2 separate regions of the Macaca mulatta genome follow, and region 2 is linked to region 1. Evidence: chromatin contacts called from public Hi-C data. All regions are on one chromosome and are shown on one strand. Each heading gives the region's core, a stretch centred on a gene start, on an enhancer-like site or on the middle of the called end of the contact. The rest is flanking DNA. Distances are from core to core; before and after follow the strand shown. Region 1 holds the start of PWP1 (PWP1 homolog, endonuclein). Region 2 holds the start of FICD (FIC domain protein adenylyltransferase).

Region 1 (2,632 bases), core at 61-2,560:
CAGTATTTTTTTAACCTCCCCAAGTGTGAGATTTTCAATGCGTAGACTCTCTTGGAAATCACTGTCTTCAAGTATTTGAAAGGCTATGTCTCTTTTTAATAACTGTTTCCTCCAACAATTTTTTGTGAGATAATTTTCCGTCCCTATTCTATAAATATACACCGAGTGCCTACCATCAACCAAACCCTGGAGAAACCGTGGTAAATAAAACACAGTCTGTGCCCAGGTGGAATTTACAACTACTGGGACTACTCCCATCCCTCATTCCTGTTAACTCCATGTCCAAGCCAATCACATTCCTATCACCATCATTATTATCTTGGTCAATTACATTCAAATCAAGCCCTTTTACTGTTTGGTTGCACTTACTCCCACTGACATACTATATGTGCACATGTCGACTCCATAAACGCAGGGACTTTTTCTGTTTTGTTTATGCCTATCCCAGGACCCTGAACAATGCCTGGCCTACAGAAAGCTCTTAGTATCCAATGAGTGAATTAAGTAATCTTCACCTCTGCTACAGTCTTAGTCTTCAACTCCTGTAGGTTTTTCAGTGTTACATTTACCTCTCATCCTCACTGCCACCATCAACATCTCACCTGGATTACTGCAAGAAATTCCCAATTCATCCCCCAGCCTCACGACATCTTAGTCTCCACACCTGTTTTTCTACACCACACTCATCCTCACTCCTTCAGACACGGAGCACAGGAGTGGAAAGTGGAGTTTTCATGCTCTCTTCCCACTTACGCTTGAAAATGCATTTGGGTGCTAGTGAAGCTGCGGTGTGGTCAAAAAGCCTTTGGGGGGTATTACCAAAACAGCAGCTTACGCCTTTCCGGCCCGCTACGTCCACGTGCTTGCGAATTTGGGGATGGGGATGGGGCTGGGCTTGAGGGTGGGAACAGTGAGGAGGCGCGGCCCCTGACTCCCCAGGCTCAGGCGAACCAGACTCTCTGAACCGCAGCTCTAATCGCGACAATCGGGGCAAAGCCGCCCTCACCCCAGCCAGTCGCACCAGCCAACTCCCCAAGTTCTGGGTCCACGTTCCCCTAGCCGGGCAGACCCGCAGTGCAGTAAAGACGCTGCTCCCCTTGTCTCCCAGCGACCAGGCCTCACCTTGTCTGGTGTCTCTTTGGCCACGCCGCAGCGGACCCAGGCCACGCACGTCACCTGGCGGCTGCGGTTCATGATCCTTAGGTCAAGGGCGTGTCAGGCTAGAAACCCGGCCGCAGCGGGCGGGACCACAGCCTCGCTGCGGCCACACGCTCTTGTCTCCGCACAGGGTCGCTGCCAGGGCAGAGCGCATGCGCGGGCTCCTTCTCGGGCAGCGTTGGCGCTCGTTTTGACGTCATTTTGAGGCGCCGAATGGGAAATGGGAGGGGACAGAATGGAAGCGGAAGCAGCCGGGCGAGGAATCCACGTGGGCTGGGCTGGGCTGGGCTGGGCTGGGCTGTGTTGAGTATCGAGAAAAGGCTTTTCAGTACTGCATGTGACGATGCCTGCGGGCTTTGTAACGGCCAAGAAAATATTTGGGACTGTAGGGGTCAGTCAGAAGCTAAGTTCCACCAGTCTTTATTTTGCTTGCAGTTCCGTAGACTTCAAGCTGACAAATGGCAGAGGTTTGTGGTTTGCGTTTTTTAAAGCTTTCTCCAAAATGAATTTGTCGTTTCATGGAGATCCCACCATTACATTCCTAAATGTTACTTTCTCACTTTAAAACATTGAGCACCAATTATATACTAAGTATGCGGTAGTGATTTAGTATTGGCAAACACAAAGTGCTTGCTTATGTTGAAGTCGCTCTTTTGAGTGCGGTATATTCACGTGATTACTTACCCCTTTGTGGGAGGTCCTATTTCCCTTTTACACCTGGGAAAACAGGGAAAACAGCGATCCTTCCCAAGGTCACACTGCTAGTAAGTGGTGCAGCTGGGATATGAACCCAGGCAGTGTGACTCCCTTGTATTTATGTCACGCTTCTCAGCTAAGATCAGTCATCAGTTAGAACTTGTGAGTGGCTGGACGACTGTAGAATGGAAAATCTCAAACTAGCATCCCAGAAAAAGCTGGGTTTTGATCTCTTTTTCTTGGCTATGTGTCTCTGTACTGGTCATTTACCCTCAATGCATCTACCTCTGAGAGAGGCAAGCAAAAGACACAGGAAGGTGGCTGCTATGGGGAAACAGTGGCAAGGATAAACTGGCAGTACACATGATCTTCCCCAGTCGCATTGTCAAACGGGAGGTGTCCACCTGTGGGCTCTATTCGGGGACCTTTTTGCAACACATTTATCTTTATATACAATATTTTACTTGGTTCTCACAACACTTTGTTTTAAAGATGAAGTTACAATCCCCAGTAGTCAAATACTTTCCTACTCAGATCACACACTCAGGAGCTGATACAACTACGAGTTCTGTCACCAGCTCTACTCAGCCTAGTGTCCTTGGCAATCTCCCAGCCTAAGGAGAGACCCTCCCAGGAGTAAATTGCTCATTGTTTGTGTAGGCAGATTTGTTCATTAAGGCTTCTCCCCCTGCTCTGTTTCTGTAAGATGATTCTTCTGTAGTTTCTTTGCTTTTAATCCATTTTAGAAAGATCATATGGCAGATAATATTTTTCAAGG
Region 2 (2,632 bases), core at 38-2,537, 760 kb before region 1:
GACATATGTCAAACATTTGGGACACAAATGACTGACAGGCACACATGCAGATCAGCCACAGCACTTCTGACACCCAATCTTTGATAAGCACAACTGTTGGGTGGCCTCATTTATTGCCCTCACCTTGATATTCAGCCACAGCTCCCACAGTGCCCTTCCCCTCTCTGGCCTTCCGTTTCTGGCCTGTCCAGAAGGGACCCCACCAGGAGGAGGAGCAGTTCGAGCATCTCGAAAGGAACTCAGGCTGTGGGCCACAGTGCTTGGCCTCAGTGACAACAGGGCTTGTATGTACTTGGGGCTGGCAGTGGAAGTGGAGGGGGGCCAGGTATGCAAACACTATGCTAACAATAAGCACTTATTAAGCAACTATGGTGTGCTAGGTGCTGAGCTGTGTACTGGCCACACATTGCCTCATTTCACCCTCATGCCACCCTATGAAAGAAGAGCTACCCCTAGCTCTATTTTACAGACAAGGGAAACCAAGGCACAGAGAGCATAAGTTAAATTCCAGAAGGCCCACAAGAGGTAAACAGAGGCATCCGGAAGGAAACACCAGGGCCTCTGAGCCCGGTCCCCGGGTCTCAACTTCTACCTTATTACTAAGCAGGGCCTGTGCACCTGCTCTGGGCTGGTACTGACCCGGGAATGACTGATGGATCGGGGGTTCGGAGTCTTATGTGGAGCCTGGCCCTTTGCCACAGAACATGAGAAATGGCTTGCGATGAGCTTTAACGGGTGCGCCTGGAGTGCTGCGCGGGTCCAGGGGTGGCTTCCCGAGGGGACAGGCTCCTGGACGGGGCGGTACAGGCAAGGGGCAGTTCGCCGGTGCCAGGGGTGTGTGCGGGGAAGGAATGCGTTCCAGGAGGCGCGAATCTCTCCCCCACACTTCCCAAGAAAAGGAGAACTGAGGCCGGGAGAGGAGAGGGGACCGGTCCAAGTCCCCTCCAGGACTGCAGAGCCTCCCCTTCCCGAACCCCGCCCAGAGCTCGCGGCCCCGCCGCACCCTTCCCGGCTCCGTCCTCTCGAGCCCCTCGGGCTTGCCCCCTTCTCACCGCGCGCGGCTGTCAGAACCCCAACCGCCTTCCCCGCGCTCCCAGCTCCGAGGCCGCCGGCTCCCGGGTCCTCCTTCTCCGCCGGCCTCTGGCCCCGCCCTCGGCGACTCGCCATTGAACCGCCCGCAGCCCTCGTCTCGGCGGATTGGCTTTCTCCACTTGTCCTTCCCTCGCATTTCCGGGTTCCCGCGTCCGCCTCGGCTTCCCCGGGAAAGACGCGCCGTGGGCCACTCCCATTGGTTGTCGCTTGCGTTTGTCCCGTTCATGTAGCAGCCAATAAGCAGCGGGAGGGGCGGAGCCTAGGCCACAGACGGGAGGAGCAGGTGCTGGAAACCCGACGCGCGTGGGGATTTGCGGCACGCTAGGTGGCTGGCCCGGAAATTCTAAGTTCCACGGCGGTGCCTTCCTCGGGTCTCCTCGTCCCGGATCCGCTGTCGTGTGCCTCATTTTTCCCTGGCGTGAAATGAAGAAGCAGATGCTTTCCACCCCTTCACCCTGTTAGCCTCCTTGACTGCGCAGCCCCTGTTCTTAGCCTCCACCCCGTGCTGCTGAATTTGCCGCCGCCTTCTAATTTTCTCTTTCCCTCTCTGTGTCTTTTCCTCCCTGACTTAAACAACTTTTGTTTTCTTTTAAAATACAGGATCTCGTTATGTCGCCCAGGCTGGAGTGCAGTGGAGCAATTGCAGCTCACTGCAGCCTCCACCTCCTGGGCTCAAGCAATCCTCCCACCTCAGCCTCCCAAGTAGCTGGGACTACAAGTGCGTGCCACCACGCCCGGCGAGTTTTCTTTTTCTTTTCTTTTCTTTTTTTTTTTTCTTGAGACGGAGTCACTCTGTTGCCCAGGCTGGAGGGAAGTGGCGCGATCTCGGCCCACTGCAACCTCCGCCTCCGGGGTTCAAGCGATCTCCTGCCTCAGTCTCCCGAGTAGCTGGGATTACAGGCGCACATCATCACGCCCGGCTAATTTTTGTATTTTTAGTAGAGACGGAGTTTCACCATGTTGGCCAGGCTGGTCTCGAACTCCTGACCTCAGAAGATTTGCCTGCCTCATCCTCCCAAAGTGCTGGGATTACAGGCGTGAGGCACCGCGCCCGACCTATTTCTGATTTTTTATTTTCTTTAGAGACAGGGTCTGGCTATGTCACCAGGGTTGGTCTCAAACTCTTGACCTCAAGCTCTTCCTCCACCTTGGCTTCCCAAAGCGCTAAGATTACAGGCATGAGCCACCCCCTCGGTCCTCCCTGACTTTTTAATTTGTATCCTCTCCAGAAGGATCTGGCTAGTTCTTTTGGCTTCCCATAGAGAAATTTTTTCCTTGAAGCAGAGAATGGAAACCTCCATCTTAATCCACAAATACTGAAATTAAACATCTAGGGAGGTGCCCCAGAAACACTAAGTATTTAGAAATCAGCAGTTCAGATTCTGGGGAGTCAGAGAGACCTGAGCTCAAATTCAGACTTTGCCATTTACTCTCTGTGTCACCGTGGGCATGTTACTCCTAGCCTCACTTTCCCCACTTGTAAAATGGGGACAAACGGCCTACCTTGCTTTTGGCATCCAGTTCAGGATTTGCAGAAGGC

Evidence for each region. Hi-C and Micro-C count contacts between places; a contact is called where the count stands out from the background.
Region 2: a Hi-C map of fetal cortex germinal zone shows a contact between it and region 1, with 4 times the contacts expected there. The contact joins the promoter of FICD here to the promoter of PWP1 in region 1. A contact is called at or near these places in 2 of 14 Hi-C or Micro-C datasets (fetal cortex germinal zone and fetal cortical plate).

What each region holds. Positions count from the first base shown.
Region 1 is chr11:114,882,992-114,885,623 of T2T-MMU8v2.0, reverse strand. PWP1 (PWP1 homolog, endonuclein) reads right to left here and starts at 1,310. Exons shown (of 14, transcript XM_077954853.1): 1 at 1,123-1,310. The coding sequence starts at 1,194.
Region 2 is chr11:115,644,636-115,647,267 of T2T-MMU8v2.0, reverse strand. FICD (FIC domain protein adenylyltransferase) reads right to left here and starts at 1,287. Exons shown (of 3, transcript XM_001095158.5): 1 at 1,053-1,287. The region is part of intron 1 of LOC107001006 (a long non-coding RNA gene); the gene reads left to right.